2 separate regions of the Zea mays genome follow, and region 1 is linked to region 2. The links are chromatin contacts, called in public Hi-C maps. All regions are on one chromosome and are shown on one strand. Each heading gives the region's core, a stretch centred on a gene start, on an enhancer-like site or on the middle of the called end of the contact. The rest is flanking DNA. Distances are from core to core; before and after follow the strand shown. Region 1 holds the start of LOC103635104. Region 2 holds the start of LOC103635101 (protein ABC transporter 1, mitochondrial).

What was found. Hi-C and Micro-C count contacts between places; a contact is called where the count stands out from the background.
Region 1: a contact with region 2 is called in a Hi-C map of bundle sheath, with 2.7 times the contacts expected there. The contact joins the promoter of LOC103635104 here to the promoter of LOC103635101 in region 2. A contact is called at or near these places in 2 of 25 Hi-C or Micro-C datasets (bundle sheath and leaf).

The regions. Positions count from the first base shown.
Region 1 is chr8:40,086,694-40,091,470 of Zm-B73-REFERENCE-NAM-5.0, forward strand. LOC103635104 reads right to left here and starts at 3,076. Exons shown (of 1, transcript XM_008657648.4): 1 at 970-3,076. The coding sequence starts at 2,940. The coding sequence ends at 1,339.
Region 2 is chr8:39,873,475-39,878,506 of Zm-B73-REFERENCE-NAM-5.0, forward strand. LOC103635101 (protein ABC transporter 1, mitochondrial) reads right to left here and starts at 2,593. Exons shown (of 8, transcript XM_020542570.3): 1 at 1,974-2,593; 2 at 1,605-1,833; 3 at 1,332-1,484; 4 at 1,000-1,158; 5 at 365-524. The coding sequence starts at 2,491.

The DNA of each region.
Region 1 (4,777 bases), core at 1,826-4,325, 210 kb after region 2:
CGCGATCCATTACCACCTCTACGAGCAGTTGGCGATGTCGTAGTACTCCACTGAGCCGATTGGAGAGGAGAAGAGGCAGGGGAGCCGACGGTGTTTCCTGACGCGGTTGCGCGCTCTCGAACAAAACAGAGGAGTCATGCACAAGAGGAAGGAGATGGCGCCGATATTTGGATTCCACATGTCATAGAGAGAAAAGGGAGAGAAGAGAGGGGCCAGCGTGTCATAGGAATAGGAGGGCATGAAGAGGCCTAGAAATGGGCCAAATTAGGGTGGAGTGGGCTGGCGCGAGTTGTTTCATTTTTTCTTTTTAGTTTCTTTTTTAAACATAATATACATATTCCAAAAATTAAAATACATCCAAAAAATATTAACAAATAAAAATATATAACTTTTACTAATAATTTTTTAACAATTGATTAATACTCTATAAAATATAGTTTTCTTCAAGTTTTAAATCCAATAATTGGATAAACTACCATATCAATAAAAAATTATCCTTTGACATGAATGTATCAAACATTTGATAGATTTTCATTATTCATAAAATTGTTAAATATATTTATTTCACTATTTTAATATTTACAAATACATATATTTTCTTTCTTTTCTAATGAAAACTAATAATTAAATTAAATTAGATTGTTTTAATTGATGGAGTTGAGGTGTTAGAGTAGTGGAGCTGTATAAGGGCAATGGTGGAAGACAACTCTATGTATGGGTAAATCTTTTAGAGGAGGTAGTAAAATATAGACCTTGTTTGACACAACTTATTTTTAGCTTCTTCGTAGATTTAAATAGAAATCGTACTAAATAGAGAGGTTCTGAAGTAATTTATCAGTTCAGTTATATCTCATAATGAACTAAAAGCAGACAATAAACTGAAGCTGCTTTTCACCGGCATCTCAAATAAGCTTAGTAGCAATGCCAAACAAGTAATTTTCATCCCACGAGGACGTAATTGAAAGAGCATACGAAACATGATTCTATAGAGCCATCTCTTAAAGAGCTAAAACATGATTCTATGGAGCATCTCTTAAAAAGATTGGCCGTCAAAAAATGAATCTAACTCCTAATTCACTCTTTTGATGGAGGACAATTTGATGAGGCTATAGTGTTTGACAAACTTTTTTTTGTGAATTAGAGGTATTTTGACTGAATAGTTAAGAAAACTATACGAAGTAGTCTGACCGGACACAGCCGCACATAATATGAACATGCTACACTGAAACACTGACGCGGACCACAATAAAAAACCCTGAAACTTTAGCACTACTGCCCTTTTTCTCTTTTCAGCTACTGACCGCTACTGTTAATGGAATGGAAATGCACGCACGGCATCTAATTTGGGTGGCCGGCGGTGGACGGGCTGGACCCAATTGTCTGCTGGTGTGCTGCGAGCGGCGACGCGCCGGGGTGGTGGTCGACCGAGGAAGAGTTGGCCTCGGCCATGTCGAGCTCGACCTCCTTGTGCCGGAGCATGAGCAGCAAGCGTCGGCTCTGGATCCGGAGGCGGTCATTCTGCAGGCGCGCGCGTTCCATGTCGCGCTCTTTGTTGGCGCGGAACCGATCCCATTTCAGCCGCTGCCGCTCCAGGTCGTACGCGTGGGATTCGAGGAGGATCTGCTGCTCCTCCACCTCCACCGCGCGGCGTCGCACCCAGCACCTGGCCTGCTGCGGGTCCATCGCCGCGGCAGCCGCGGCCGCGAGCTCGCTCTTCAACTGCTGCAGCATTGCCGATGGGTCGGGTGCCGCCCCCGTCCTCGCGCGTTTCCCACCGCCGGCCGCCTCGTCCTCGAGGTCCTCGGCCGCGGCGCTATCCTCGCCATGCTCGCGCTTGCCGCGCCGGCGGCCGCCGCCGCTGTGCTGACGACTGGTGAGGTGGCTGTGGTACATGTGACCGTCGTCCTCCTCGTCGTAGTCGTCCTCGTCCTCCTCGCCGTTGTCGCTCACGGCGTCGCTGTCGTCTTCATCGTCCGCGACGTCGGCGGAGGAGTCCTTCATGCACGGCGGGGACGGGGCTGCCTGGTAGTGGCGAGCGGCGGACGAGGCTGCGCCGGCCACGGGCACCGGCGGCGGGTGGTGGAGGCAGGCGGCGTCGCCCGCCGCGCCGCCGCCGGCGTGCGGCGGCAGGTGCGAGCCCCCGGCAACGCCGCTGTTGTGGTAGGCGCACATCTCGCGGAAGAAGAGGTGCTTGGAGCTGAGTAGCTTGCGCGCCTCGTCCTTGGCCTTGGGCGTGAGCTCGTCGATGGCGTCGAGCAGCGCGTGGTTCTCGACCACTCGGCAGGCGCGGCCGCGGCCGAGCAGGTCGACCACGCGCTTGTAGCGCTTGTTGAGGTCGTTGAACTTGTCCTCGCACTGCTGCGGCGACACCACGAAGCCCTTGTCCATCATGGCGTGCGACACCGACTTCCACTTGCCCTTCTTCTGCTGCTGCGCCGCCGCCGCATGACCGTGGCCGTGCCCCGACGAGCCCGCCCTGCTCGCCTTGCCTCCCCCCGCGCCGCCAGGCATTGCCGCGCCCTCCCAGTCATCCCCAACGCTGTAGACCACGCTGATGAGCAGGCGCACCATGTCGTCGGTCCACTTCATCCTCGTCCACGGGCACCCCGCCGCCGCCATCTGTTGCTGTTGCTGCTGCTGCACCACCACTCCTCCCTTCCCGCAGCAGCCGTTGCCCACCGTGTCTTCATCGTGCCCCACCGTCGCCGCGCTCACCACGACCCTGGACGACGACGTGTTGGAGTAGGGCGAGAACGACGGCGGCGGGGGCGGCTGCTGCAGCTGGAACCCATCGTGGTGGTGGTCCTGCTGGTGCTGGAACGCGGCGGCGGCCGGGTGCATCTGCTGCGCGGCGAGGTGCATGTCCAGCCCCAGCATTGCCCCCGACCCAACCACGCCGCCCCGCGTCGCCATCCCTCCTTCCCCGTCGCCTCTCCCCATCGGCAAACCGCCAATCTCTACCCAGCTCTAGAAACCACTTGGCACTCCCGCCCCCGAAATCGGCAGCAAGGTGGGTGTTTTTATTGGAGGGGAGCTGTGTGGGCGATCGCCGCGGTTTCGTCCGTGCGGCTGCGACCGCTTCAGCCGCACAAGTACTCGGTTTTAGCCCCGCGCCTCACCGTTTCCAGCGGTGGGAGCCCACGGTCCCGCAATACCGCCTGGGATCCCCTGCGCAGCGGCGCTCCCCGCTTTTACGTGTGCGTGGTACTGTTTCGGTTGGTGGGGGTGTCAGGTGAGCACACAAGATCCGATACTGCCTGTAGAGGACTGGATTGGGAAACAGCTGCCCGGAATGGGCTGCCCCTGGTTTTGGTTTTACCATAGTTTGAGTTTCCTTTCTCCCCCTTTCGGTTTTTTACAGAATGAACCCACGGTTGGATGGACCTACTGTGGTTTTATTTTTCATGCAGTGGTCAACCTGCAAGTTACAGTCGCGTTGACATTGTCATCCGTTTGGTTCTGCTACAGTTGCTTCACAGGTTTGTACTCGCCGTTTGCTACCAGATCTGTTACATCTGTCTCAGCCTCTTTTGACACCATTTGAATCCATGATGAATATAAACATCTCTCCTCAGGATTCCTACATTTGGGCTAACCAAAAAACTCAATTTACATTTTCTATGACTTTTACCAATTCTTTGTAAGCTGTGAATTGTGGTGGTGAGCTCATCGTCGTTCTACCTCGACGAGACAAGCATATTGTTCACATTGTGGTTATGTGAAGTTCCATGTTACCTCCGGATTCCCTCTAACCGGCAATCGATTATTAAGAATATATATTTATTTGCTTTCGCAAAAAATGTATGTTTTTACCCTACCGAAGTACACTCAACTTGGGCGATCTCTAGGAGATCTCCTATCTCATCTCCCATCACATCTCATATTTTAAACTTTTTGTAAACAATGGTGTTTACACTGTAAAAACAATGTTTTATATGGCCATATACACGATCTGCTGGATGCAATCTTAGAGATGTTTGTAATATTTGGTGAAGTTATAGGTGTAAGAACCAATATTGTCCTAAGAGCATCTCCAACAATGTCTTAAAGTGGTGTCTCGAATTGCTCTATGTGGTTTTGGGTGTTAAGATAAATATGATTCATGATCATGCTTTATTATTGTGATTCTATTGTTTAGTGTTCATGATAAAATTATGGTGTTAAAACTGGTATATCAGTCGTGCTCGCGGTTAAGAGCGACTCAGGACTATCGCATGATTAACTTATGAAAGTAAACTTAATATGTCATATGCATTGCACTGTGGGTTTTATTATTATTTTTGATCTCTTACTATTGTGGGATGGTATATACTTACATTTAGTAATTGATAACAAAAGTTGAACTTATTTAAAGCAATGTTCAGCTTTAACCATTATTTGTTAATAAGTCTTACACTTCACGTGAGCCCACACCGTAAGTGAACTCATGCACATTATTCTCCACACTTGTTGAGCGATGAACTTTTGTGAGCTCACCCTTCTGATAACCTCACACACACACATGTGAAGAGCAGGTGGCTCCGGAGGAGGACTACTATGAGGAGTTCGACGAGGTCTAGGTGGCGTCTCTCAGACAGCTTAATGGCACCAAGGAAATAATATTAGTTCGATTTATTTATTATCATTTATTTTTGTAAGACATTTCCTCTATGTAATAAAGTTTGTGACATTTATCTCTATACACTTGGTCATTATATGTGTTGTTCTTCTTTGGCGCACATATGAGATGCACCCGTGTTTGGTCCTTAAATCCAGGTTTGACAGAAGTGGTATCAGA
Region 2 (5,032 bases), core at 1,343-3,842:
TGCTGGCATGGATTACAAAGTACAGCAGAAAATATATGTTTGAATCCAAATTGCAAAATAAATCAGGCTCATAAACAACATAATAAGCATCTTCACCTCTCTCTTTGGTTGTACAGTTAGTGTTGGCAATGGAAGAGGCAGGAAAACTCACACACATTCATGCCAACATTTCATGCTCAACGTTTACACAAGGAAGTTGAAATGGATAAGCCACATTAACAAGTATCACATGCAAATTTCCGGGATTATTACAAATAACAGTTGAACAGAGATCAGCAGATTGTCATCGTTATTAACTGGTAACATCAAAGAATAAATACAAGGCAAAAAAAATAGCATTATTGCTCAGAATAAGTAGAAATACCTGGAACAAACTCCGAGGTCAGCACTTTCCTGCTAGACAATTGATCAATGACCTTTGGGACATTATAACCATCACTATCACATAGCAATTCTTTGTAACGCTTCTGGTTACTTGCTTCTAGCACATAATCACACTCCCTTGCCAGCTCCTGCTTTGCCACCTGAATTGTATAACATGAATATCAAAGAGCTTATTCTTTATGTTCATAAGATTGCATCAAAGTGCTTTTTACGCTATTACCAGAATAGAACATAAAATACGGAAAATATCAATGTATGACCAGTATGTGTGGTTAACAGATTATAAAATTTATGAAAAGAGACAATAAAGAGAGCAATTTGCTTGATGTGACAATTGAAAATTCCATAAATGTTTTTGGGTTTCCTTTTCATTTGCATATCAAGTAAAGACCAACTATTGTTCATGTCATACAGAAAAGAGCTTAACATACTCATAAGTGCAGCACTTCACAGTACAATCTAGTTTATGTTTGCACAACAATTATAATTTTAACAGAAGAAAGAACAAAAACACAAATGCGTGCTGTGACAGCAGGCAGAAATAAGACAATGAAAAAAAAGAACAGGATGAATAATCCATATTTTATCAAAATAATGAAGAAAAAAAATATTTACCTTCATAGCTCTATCAAGAAAAAGACCTTTAGGAATGAGATTTGTGTAAGTTAGAAGTAGCCTAACATTCTCAATATCACTTTCTATACTATCTGCAACCCCAGGGTATTGTATTTTCATGACAACATCTGATCCATCCTTCAAAACTGCTCGATGGACCTGGTTGAAAGAAAAAAGAAATGATATATAAATAAAGGATATGCTTAACACTTTAACAGAGAGAGCAGCACACAACAACATACTTAGTATAATAGAGTGCTAAGATAAATGCTCAAATTTCACAATTGGTGGATTTTTTACATAGGTAGGGCAACTTTCGCTGCTGAACCAACCTGGCCAATGCTAGCTGCAGCTAGCGGTTCATAGTCGAAACTCCTCAACCTGGAGGACCAGTCAGGACCAAGCTCGGCATCAAGGACTGAATTTAGCTGCTTCCTTGGCATAACATCAGCACCTTGACGAACAATATCAAGAGCTGCTAACACCTACATTAAGTTGGTCAAAGATCAATTTGAATACACTTGGTGGACATCACAAGGCTATGGCAAACGAAGCATTAAGCAAAAGGATGGACTAAAACTGTGGCATCAAAATTAAGATCCTACCGGCGGAGGTACAAGGGATTCGTCCTGGATGCTCAGCATCTGCCCCACCTTGAGCGCTGCTCCCCGCATCCTGCAGAGCGCAAGTGCAACACGCTCGGCATTCTGATCAGACAAGAATGGGGAGAGCGCTGATCGCTTGCCCTCTGTGTCCACCGGGGTGCCATACATTACCCGACGGGCCGACTCCTGAACAGTGCCCCACGCTAACCCGGCGCCCAGTCCTGCAAACCTTAGTTGTACCGGCACATCACCAAAAAAAAAAAGACACAAATCATTCATCATCTCCAATTCAGATGAGCAGACTCAAACTGAAACAAACGTGCATTATTTTAAATTTCAGTTGAGATGGATGTGAGTTCAATACCGTACCCGAGTGCTCTGGTGAAGGGCGTGGATGGAACCTTCCGTTCCCGCAGCCGCCTCCTCTTCTCCCCAGGCGCCGCTGAGGCCAAAGGGGGCGCCTGTTGGGGCAAAGGCGAGGGATCGGGAGGAGGTGCCGCAGGTTCGGGCCTGTCCGCCGCGACGGCAGCAGGTTCGGCTGCAACGGAGGCGGTTGTACCAGTTCGGACGGTCTCCTGCGTCCGCGCGGGGTGCGGGGCCTCTTGCGCTGGCGGCGGACGCTCCAGTGCATGATCTTGCGGCGACGCCGTGGCTTCATCGTGGGAGAAGTACACGACGGAGGAGGGGCGGGAGGATTCGGTGGCGGGCAGCGGTCCTGCGCCTGGAGGGTGCGGCGGACGGCGCGGGGTGCCTCTGGTGAGGCCGGCGAGGTCGGTGGTGGCAAGGAGCGCAGACCTGAGGACATCACGCAGGGAGGTACCCCGCGTGGCCTCGCGCGCGACGAGGGCGACACCGTCGAGCAGGCGCCGGAGATCCCTGGACGCCATGGAAAGGGAAGGCGTGGAAGGCCCCTGGACCAGGAACCAGAGCGGAGCTGCGTGGTCCGCGGAGGCGGGGCAAGCGCGGTGAGACTCGCACGGGCACGGCACCGCTTGGTGTTGGGCCCCTCACAAGTTTCACTTTGTTGTGGGCCGCCTACGTGGCTTGTTAGCTAGGCCGAAGCCCATCAGTGGTCTAGTTGCTTCCACGACAATGGCTACCGCCGGCCTCAAACGTAAACCATTATCATTATTAAACGTAAATCATTATCATTCACGTTACATTTCATAAATAAAACAGCATCTAATAAGTTAGTTGATAGCTTTTGATAGTGTCCTGCATGGTCAGTATGGAGTGGAGACTGCGGACTACATTGAAAGGATAGAGAGAAATACTATTTTTGTAAGTTTTAGCTGATTTTAGTTGTCCAACCCAGCTAATAAACTAATTATTAATTGGGAACCCGATCTTCAAATAATAATGATGTGGTAAATGCACATGATATTATCTTAACTACATATTCAACATTTGAATATATTTTTATATATAGCTTGGAATACTCTGGTTTTACTTTACTGCTCGGTTCTATCTATTCTATATTACTTTATTTCTTCTTCCTTATGGATTTATATACACTGGAATACTCTTGGTTAAAAGACTATGCGCTTGAGGATCATATCTAATTGATATAAGAAACGGCAGTAGAGTCATCTATTGGTGTTTTTAATTTATTCATTTCATTAAAAATTCGGTCGGGAAAGAATGATCGCCCAACCAGCACCATATTAAGAAAAGACCGAAATAATGGTCCTAACCGAAAAAATCATCGAACTTTGGCTTTTCTATCACTAATGGGTCGACGTCAACCATCCACTTTGCAATGCCCCAACCGGAGGGTGGCGCATAGGACATCGTAACCTAAGAGTGGATGAGCCACAACAAGGGGATTTTGTAATGTTATTATTCGATGAGCCACACCAAGCCCGAAAATTTGTCCCGGGTGGAATCGAACCTAAGACATGGAGGTGCTACTCGAAAGCCTTAACCACTAGGCTAGAGGTCCTTTCGCATTCATTCATTTCATTAAGACAATTGATTTTGCAACGTTATTATTCGATATTAATAAAGCAATGTGTTTTTTTTGTATATGCACTATATGATGACGCTATGCATGTCATTGCAATCCTAGCACATGTATAGTGAGAATTCGGTTTGGTTCTTAAAATCGTGTGTAATAGAAGTGGTATTCGAGTCGTGCTAACTATAGGACGTGAGCCTAGAACAGATCTAGCCAATAGAAAAAAAATCGCCTAAATATGTGTTTTTGTCAAAAGGTTATTGTTAACTCATCCATACTCATCTATTCAATTCGGAATCTTACCTTGTAAGTCTTATATCTTTTTGTCCATAAGATGGCATATACCAATTAGGCTGCTAGCAAGTGCCCCAAAGGTCATGTCGATTTTGGTTCCAAGGAACCTGTCGGTATCCTGAAACTAGGGTACCCCTTACTACTATATAAAGACGCAGTACCCACACGACTATCTTTAGTCACGTGGTAAAAGAGCTGTATGTGGGACCAGGCCATGACTCGCCCCAGCCTCGGGTGACTACTCTGGGCCAGTAAACAGCGCCTGACCCCACCACATGGGTGGGTCCGGGGCCGCCACGTGTCCAGAGAAAGTGATATACTCCAAGGCATCAACAGTGAGTCCGGACCCCATGGGAGAGTGCTGGGCCCGTGCCGGACCCCTATATATACGGTCCAGGCCTCCAAGTTTGGCCCAGGACCTCCACGTGTGCGAACCGGACCCCTAGAATGGGATCCGGACCCCCCGTATGGGGTTCGGGCCACCCACAGTGGGGTCCTAGGGTTCTAGGACAGAACATACCCGGGCCTTAATCAAGACCCAGGTGGGGGTCCGGAGCCGACACGTGTCCAGACCTAGTCTGGTGGGATCCGGACCTATCCGCATACACTCCTGCTCCCCGCTCAGGCGGAGACCCGATACTGCCACATGGCATACTGCGCGCGGCATAAACCAACGAGCGGAACCTGGCATGACACCTCTGGACTACGCGCACCTTCGCATTCATTACGGATATCGAGGGCAATGACTCACCATTACTCGTACGTTTCCAAGAAAAGGGTTAGTACCTATCAGTGCTGCATGGACTGCAGTCATCATGACTCCCGCTGATTACTCATGCGTTACTTTGTCAACACTAGTTATTCACATAATGTATTTCTTCCATTATGCTCCTCGGCCCGCATGTCAGGGCTCAGCATCCTTGTATGTGCCTCCCTTAAACTATAAAAGGGAAGGCACACAGCGTTACAGGGGACAGGCTCAATTACACTCAATACAACTTACACAAAGTGGAGGTAGGGTATTACGCTTCGGCGGCCTGAACCACTATAATACCTCGAGTCCTCTAGTGTTCGTCCGAAATTCACCAAACAGGCAGACCGCTTAGGCCCCCTCCTCATCTTAGCTTAGGGTGGGTGCATTCCGCCACCCGGCCGAAGGATTTTCCCGCCGACATTT